Linked DNA regions of Sus scrofa: regions 1 and 2 are each linked to region 3. The links are chromatin contacts, called in public targeted proximity ligation maps. All regions are on one chromosome and are shown on one strand. The core of a region is the stretch at or near the end of the contact, and the rest is flanking DNA. Distances in the headings are between cores, read along the strand shown. Region 1 overlaps PAG1 (phosphoprotein associated with glycosphingolipid-enriched microdomains 1). Region 2 overlaps PAG1 (phosphoprotein associated with glycosphingolipid-enriched microdomains 1). Region 3 has its middle 44 kb from the start of IMPA1.

The links.
Region 1: a targeted proximity ligation map of alveolar macrophages shows a contact between it and region 3. A contact is called at or near these places in 8 of 47 Hi-C or Micro-C datasets (embryonic fibroblasts, epiblast stem cells, fetal skeletal muscle and 4 more) and 1 of 2 datasets of targeted methods (alveolar macrophages).
Region 2: a targeted proximity ligation map of alveolar macrophages shows a contact between it and region 3. A contact is called at or near these places in 1 of 47 Hi-C or Micro-C datasets (embryonic fibroblasts) and 1 of 2 datasets of targeted methods (alveolar macrophages).

The regions. Positions count from the first base shown.
Region 1 is chr4:55,584,073-55,586,772 of Sscrofa11.1, reverse strand. The region is part of intron 3 of PAG1 (phosphoprotein associated with glycosphingolipid-enriched microdomains 1); the gene reads right to left. Among named protein-coding and RNA genes, the nearest start is that of PAG1, 130 kb to the right of the region's middle.
Region 2 is chr4:55,543,722-55,546,421 of Sscrofa11.1, reverse strand. The region is part of intron 2 of PAG1 (phosphoprotein associated with glycosphingolipid-enriched microdomains 1); the gene reads right to left. Among named protein-coding and RNA genes, the nearest start is that of PAG1, 94 kb to the right of the region's middle.
Region 3 is chr4:54,986,922-54,989,642 of Sscrofa11.1, reverse strand. No RefSeq gene overlaps it. Among named protein-coding and RNA genes, the nearest start is that of IMPA1, 44 kb to the right of the region's middle.

The DNA.
Region 1 (2,700 bases), core at 108-2,607, 600 kb before region 3:
TAGCGAGGCCAGGGATTGAACCAGCATCCTCATGGATACTAGTCGGATTTGTTTCTGCTGCGCCACAACAAGAACTCCCATTTTCTGCTAATTCTTTTAGCAAGTAAAATATCTTCTGAGCATCCAGATTCAACTCATACTAGCAGAAATATATGAACAATTTGGGATGATTGCTCATGAGTTTTCTTGGGGATATTTAAGCCTATTTCTCTCAATCCTGTTTCTATCTGTCTCAATTAAATTGCATTCAATTACAGAATAGGAGTTCCCGTCGTGGCGCAGTGGTTAACAATCCGAGTAGGAACCATGAGGTTTCGGGTTCGGTCCCTGGCCTTGCTCAGTGGGTAAAGGATCCGGCGTTGCTATGAGCTGTGGTGTGGGGTGCAGATGAGGCTTGGATCCCGAGTTGCTGTGGTTCTGGCGTAGGCTAGTGGCTATGGCTCCGATTGGACCCCTAGCCTGGGAATCTCCATATGCCGCTGGAGAGGCCCAAGAAATGGCAAAAAAAAAGACAAAAAATTACAGAACAGCATGTCTTCAAAGATAAAAAAAACTATCTCACTGTCAGACCACATGTGTAAATATTCTGAGTTACTGAACAGAGGGCAAAGGAGGACCATTCACTGTACCTCAGCTAACATTTATTAGGGCACCTGAATGCCCCAGATGTATTGCAAAGGATATAAGATTAACGAAATAGCAGACTTAATTTAATAGTTGTACGTCAAATATCTTTGTTTCAGAATAGGATTCACCATTGGCTGCATGATGTACAGTCATGACCAGAGGCTATAATTTAATGATGATATTACTCTACAAGAGGCAGTGGCATTTCCCACTCCCCTGACCCTCTCAATTTTATATCATTTCAGGCCACTGTAGGAGCTTGTCATTTGACATTGAGAAAGGCTGGTGCCTGAATTTACAGGACTTCTGTTGGGATTCTTTTTTTGTTTGTTTGTTTTGTTTTTTAGGGCTGCATGTGTGGCAAATGGAAGTTCCCAGGCTAGGAGTCGAATTGGAGCTGCACCTGCCAGACTACGTCACAGCCAGAGCAAGGATGGATTCTTAACTCACTAAGCCAGGCCAGGGATTGAACCCGCATCCTCATGGATACTAGCTATGTTTGTTACCACTAAGCCACAATGGGAACTCCTGGGGATTTTTTTAGAAGCTGGGATGAATAACTATTTTGGACTGAAAGCTCTATGATTGCTCATAATTTTATGTCCATTCATTTCATGGTTTTAATCAACAGATGATCTTGAGAAAAACCAAGGGCCTTCTACTTCAAAAGCAGGTGCCACTTTTAACCACAAGAGGGCAGTAAAACTCTAGTCTCAGCCCTAATGGGCAGCCTCCTGGACAGACCTGTTACAGCTGTTTGTGCCTATGCTGAGCATTTTCATTGTCTTCATAAGCCTGGACTTCCAGGCACCCCCAATCAATTCCAACAAGAAGGGAAACAAAAACCAGATGAAATTAATGAAAGTTGTAGCCCAAATCCCAACTATGCATTTCTTTAGCCAAACACATTTATTGGGTAAGTGCTCGGATTACTGCAAATTGTGTAAACAGTAATTTGGTAGTGTTGGGATGGGATGGCAGGTGAAATTCGCTACAGAAGTGGACCATCAGGAGTTCCCGTCGTGGCGCAGTGGTTAACGAATCCGACTAGGAACCATGAGGTTTCGGGTTCGATCTCTGGCCTCGCTCAGTGGGTTAAGGATCCAGCATTGCTGTGAGCTGTGGTGTAGGTTGCAGATGCGGCTCAGATCCCGCGTTGCTGTGTTGCTGTGGCTGTGGCTGTGGCCGGCGGCTACAGCTCTGATTTGACCCCTATCCTGGGAACCTCCATGTGCCGTGGGAGTGGCCCAAGAAATGGCAAAAAGACCAAAAAAAAAGAAGTGGACACTCAGTTTCTCTGAAGCTGCTGAGCTCAGTAATGATAGTCATTTCCATTTTACAGCTGTCCTAGTTGACACATAATTAAGCACGATGGAAACTACCTCCTACCTGGCTCCTCACGATGGCCAAAATAAGGAGGTCCTTGAGCCCCATGAGAACGCCTCCTTCCTGGTCATCACAGGCGTGGGAACCATGCAGTAAAAGGACACTTTACGAGCAACACATTAACCAAACGCATTTAACGAGGGCTGAGGAGCCAACATCTGCTGGGCTTCTGACCTGCAAAGCACGTGGCTTACACAGGCTACATGAACCTCTCCACAGCATTCTCCGGTCTCCCTAAAGAGTCTGAAACGGAAGTATTTAAAGCCCAAGGTTCTCTGCCAAACCAGTCATTACTAAGATTTTCCTATTTCCCTCTTTTCCTGAATCGGGGGAAACACACTCAGAGGGCACAAGGTGGTACAGGACTCCCAGGTGAATTTTCTTCTTTAGAGTTTTTTTTTTTTTTTTTTTTTTTTTTTTTTTGGCTTTTCTAGGGCCACTTCCTGCGGCATATGGAGGTTCCCAGGCTAGGGGTCTAATCACAGCTGTAGCCACTGGCTACAGCCACAGCAACGCCAGATCTCAGGCACATCTGCAACCTATACCACAGCTCACAGCAACACCGGATCCTTAACCCACTGAGCGAGGCCAGGGATTGAACCCGCAATCTCATGGTTCCTAGGTGGATTCGTTAACCACTGCACCACGACGGGAACTCCTAGAGTTTACACAAACATTTTATAACAT
Region 2 (2,700 bases), core at 67-2,566, 560 kb before region 3:
ATTCTATCTATATTACTAGACAGCAGGACTAAAGAGTCTGATTTAAAAATTGGGTACATGATTTGGCAGCTAACATAAAAGTGGTACACAATTTTGCATTTTCATAACATGTATTTCGTGAATTAAAAACATTCCAAGGACCAAGGTAATCAAGACAGTGTGGGACTGGCATAGGATAGACATACAGATCAATGGAATACAAATTGGCATCTAGAAATAAACCCATGTATTTATGGCCAATTGATTTTTTTTTCCTTTTTTGGCTACACCCACAAACATGTGGAAGTCCCCCATGTGGATGCAACCAGAGATCAAATCCGAGCTGCATCTTGGGCCTATACCACAGCTGAGGCAATGCCAGATCCTTAACCCACTGCTCCAGGATGGGGATTGAACTGGCAACATATGGCCAACTGATTTTTGACAAAGGTGCCAAGACTACTGAATGAGAAAGAAGAGGCTTTTCAACAAAAGATTCTGGGGCAATTGGATAGCCACATGCCAAAGAATAAAGCTGGATTCTCAACTCAGACTGCATAAAAACAAGTTAACTCAAAAAGGATCTACTACCTAAAAATTTAAGAACTGAAAGTACAAAACTCGTAGAAAAAGACAGGAATAAATCATCTTGAGTTCAGATTTGGCACTGAAGTTTTATAGGCAATACCGAAAGCACAAATAGCAAAAGAAAAAAAAATAGACAAATTAAACTTCATCAAAATTAAATTTTTTTTTTTACTGTTTAAAGAATATTATCAGGAAAGTGAGAAGACAACCCAAAGGATAAAAAAAAAAGTGCAAATCATATTTGATAAAGGATTTTTATCTAGATTATATAAAGAACTCATAACTCAATAATAAAAGGACAGATAACCCAACCAAAAATAGGGAAAGAGGAGTTCTCTGGTGGCCTTGCAGTTAAGGATCCAGGTTGTCACTGCTATGGCTTGGGTCACTGCCATGGCATGGGTTTGATCCCTGGCTGGGGAACTTTTGCATGTTGTGGGTATGGCCAAAAACAAGGATAATGTGAGAAAAAGAATGTAGATATATATGTATGACTGGGTCACTTTGTTCTACAGCAGAAATTGACAGAACACTGTAAATCAACTATAATGGAAAAAATTTTTAAAAAGGCAAACCATTAGAATCGAATTTCTCCAAATAAATATGTAGTGGCCAGTAAGCATGTGAAAAAATGCTTCGTATCATTAGTCATCAAGGAAATGCAACTCAAAACCACAATGAGATACCACTTTACACCTACCAGGATGGCTATAAACAAAGAGTCTAAGATAGTAACAAGTGTTGAGAAATCAGAGCCCTCATATGTGGCTGATGGGAATGTAAAGTGGAAGTTTATATGAATGACTGGGTCACTTTGCTGTAGTAGCCTGGTTATTTGAAAGTAGTCTGAAAGTAGCCTGGTTATTCCTCAAAAAGTGAACCAAAGAGTTACCATTTGACCCAGTAATTCCACTCCTAGGTAAATATTGAGAAAAAGGAAAACATACGTCCTCCTAAAATCATGTACAGGGATGTTTATAGCAGCATTATTCACAGTAGCTTCAGAGTGGAAATAATACAAATGCCCATAAAATGAAATGAAGTACTGATATATGTTACTACAAGGATGAACTTTGAAAACATGCTGAGTGGAGGAAGTCAGTCACAAAACCCCCCAAGTAGTATCTGATTTCATTTATATGAAATGTCCCAAATGGGCAAACATATAGGGTATGTGGGGCTAAAGGATGATCATCATGGGAATGACAGTAAGAGTTGCATGGTTCTTTTTTTTTTTTGCTGTGCCCATGGCATGTAGAAGATCCACGGCCAGGGATTGAACCCATGCCATAGCAACGACCTGAGCGACTACAGTGAAAACCCCAGATCTTTAACCCACTGCACCACAAGGGAATTCCTTGTGATTCTTTTGGGGGGTAATAAAAATGTTCCAAATAGATTGTGATGACAGTTGCACAACTCTGTGAAGACATTAAAACCTTGAAATTGTGTACTCTAAATGGGTGAACTGTATGGCATATGAATTATATCTCATTAAAGGTGTTACCAAAACAACATTCCAAGGGATGTGGACATTATAGTGTCTGTCATTCTTTAGATGAAGCCGAAAGAAATATGGCACACCCAAGTGTAATTATAGCCAGGATCACCGGAGTTGTGACAAAGCGGGATTGACTGGCTCCACTGCAAAGTGTCATAATCTGCCTGACATAACCTATCATCCTGCACAGACCAAATGCTTCTTCATTTGAGGGTGACGTCCCCTCTCATCCTCAAGACTATCTCTAAGTTTGGAGATAGTCTAAGTGTGGAAAGCAGTGGATTATTGCAAATAATTACTGATCCAATCAAATAGAAATCCTGTGCCTTCAATGTTGATTTCTTTCTCCACTGCATGGAATTTAGGACTTCTGAAACCAGGTGTCCACTCAAAAATAACTGCCAGCCGCCACCCCCTACCCCCCGCCCCCCACGCCCCCCTCTTATAAGTCAGTAGAAGGCAAAATTCAGTACTGCTTCTTCTATGCCTTTTTCACTGACAGTTCTTACAAGGACTGTTACCATGTTCTTAACACAGATGATGTCATTCCTAAGAGGCTCCAACAAATGAACTGTAGTAATTCATGATGCATTCTCCTGATGAACCTGAAGGCTTGTTCTGGCTAAAGCCTC
Region 3 (2,721 bases), core at 58-2,557:
AGGAACTGCCATATGTAGCAGATGCGGCTATTAAAAAATTGAAAAAAATTTTTTTGTCTTTTTAGGGATGCCCCTGCATCATATGGAGGTTTCGAGGCTAGGGGTCAAACCGGAGCTATAGCTGCCCACCTATGCCACAGCCACAGCAATGCAGGATCTGAGCTGTGTCTGTATCTTACACCACAGCCAATGCTGGAGTCTTAACCCACTGAGTGAGGACAGGGATCAAACCTGTGTCCTCATGGATACGAGTCAGAGAGCCATGATGGAAACTCCATGAAAAAAATTTTTAAAAAAGGAGTTCACATTGTGGCTCAGCAGGTTAAGAGCCTGACTAGTATTCACGAGGATGTGGGTTCAACCCCTGGCCTTGCTCACTGGGTTAAGGATCTGGCGTTGCCACAAGCTGCCCTGTATGTCACAGGCAAGGCTCGGATCTGGCACTGCTGTGCCTGTGGTGTAGCCTGGCAGCAGCAGCTCCAATTCATCCCCTGGCCCAGGAACTTCTATGTGCCACAGGTGTGGCCGTTTAAAGAAAAAAAAAGAAAAAAAGAAAAAAGAAAAATACCACTTTGGAATTTTTCTCATTGTAAATTGCGTACGTCTGCATCTTTGTCACAATTGCATGTGTATCATACATTCATGTACACAATGATAGAATGTGCGCAAAGAAGAAAAGGGAATGGAGTTCCCATCGTGGCACAGTGGTTAATGAATCCGACTAGGAACCATGAGGTTGCGGGTTCGATCCCTGCCCTTGCTCAGTGTGTTAAGGATCCGGCGTTGCCATGAGCTGTGGTGTAGGTCACTAGGTCGCAGACTCAGCTCAGATCCCGTGCTGCTGTGGCTCTGGTGTAGGCCGGCAAGTACAGCTCCGATTCAACCCCTAGCCTGGGAACCTCCATGCCGAGGGAAGCAGTTCTAGAAAAGGCAAAAAGACAAAAAAAAAAAAAAAAAAAAAAAAAAAGGAAGTGAAAGGATGAAGACCTTAGGTCACAGACTCTGGGGATTCAGTGTCAAAGTGTCTGGTTTAGTCAGAGCAACCCTCATTCCTGAGCCTCTGAAGCTGGGCACGTCCAGACTCACCAGAGAAAGCCATGTGAGTGTGGGTCCTGCCCTTTTCTTCCTCCAGGCTCGGTGTGTTAATGACTGAACTCACTCCACAATTGTTTCCCTGGGGGGCGGGGGGCGCGGGGGGGGGGAGTTCTCAGACATAGTCATAATTCCAAAGCCAAGCTGCAGCGTTCTTAGCTATTGATTTTGCAGTCTTCACTAGTTCAGGAATGTTCCTAGGACCTGGCAGATGAGCAGTTGTTTTCCTGAGTGAGGTCATTGAACGCACTGCCTGATAAGCAGCCATCCCCTGAGTCTGAGATAACAATGATTGTTTACCAGAGGAGCACATCACCTTTTCTGGGGCGGAGGTTCCTGAGGTCCTGACACTGCAGACTTTCTGGCACCAGGGAACCTCAGCAGTCAAGGTTCCAGCACCCAGAAAAAGGACTCATGCTTTTTTTTTTTTTTTTTCCGGTGGTATTTGTGGCATAGAGAAGTTCCGGGCTGAGGATGGAACCTGTGCCACAACAGTCACATCACTGGAGCCTTAACTCACTAGACCACCAGGGGACTCCATGGACCCATGCTCTTAAGGGACCCTTGGGGCTGGGTTCTGTGCTGCTGTGTCTTTTTTTTTTTTTTTTGCTTTTTAGGGCCACACTTGTGACATATGGAGGTTAGGGGTAGAATCAGAGCTACAGCTGACGGTCTGGCTACAGGCACAGCAACGCAAGATCCAAGCTGCATCTGCGACCTATACCACAGCTCACAGCAACACCAGATCCTTAACCGAGTGAGGCCAGGGATCAAACCCGAAACCTCATGGTTCCTAGTCAGATTCTTTTCCACTGCGCCACAATAGAAACTCTTTTTTTTTTTTTTTTTTTTGCTTTGTACTCTTGAGTTCACACAACTGGGAATTTGTTGGTTTGCTTGCTGATTTGTTTGCTGATTAGAGTCAGCAGTGAGCCGTGACTTCAAGGCCACTACATAAGCAGTGGAACAGAGGGCAGGGGACACAAGGGACGGTCCTGAGGTGGCAGGCCAGGGCACACAGATGGTGAGAGGTCATCAACAATAGTGTGAGAGCCAAAGGCCATTCTCCTCCACTTCTTAGAAGTGGGTCTAGACCCTCAAGAAGACTCAGTCGGCTGAAAGCTAACTGAAGAGTAAAAGATATTTATCTGCATACACACTCACCCACTCAGGATGCAGGGAAAGGGTCTCTGCCCATGTGATTCAGGACCTTGAGATGGGGAAATATCCTGGGTAATCCCAGCAGGTACTAAATGCTATCACAAGTGTTCTTGGAGGAGAGAGGCAGAAGGAGAGTTCCACACACAAAACAGAGGTGATGTGACGATAGAGGCAGAGATTAGAATGTTGTGGCCTGGCCTGAGGAGTTTCAGCTGTGGTTCAGCGGTTTAAAAACCCCACTAGTATCCATGAGGATGCAGCTTCGATCCCTGGCCTTGCTCAGTGGGTTAAGGATCTGGCATTGCCGCAAGCTGAAACATAGTTTGCAGATGCAGCTCAGATCCCGCATTGCTATGACTGTGGTGTGGGCCTACAGCTGCAGCTCTGATTTGACCCTTAGCCTGGAAACTTCCATATGCCACAAGTTTGGCCTTAACAAAACAAACAAACAAACAAACAAAAAAAGAA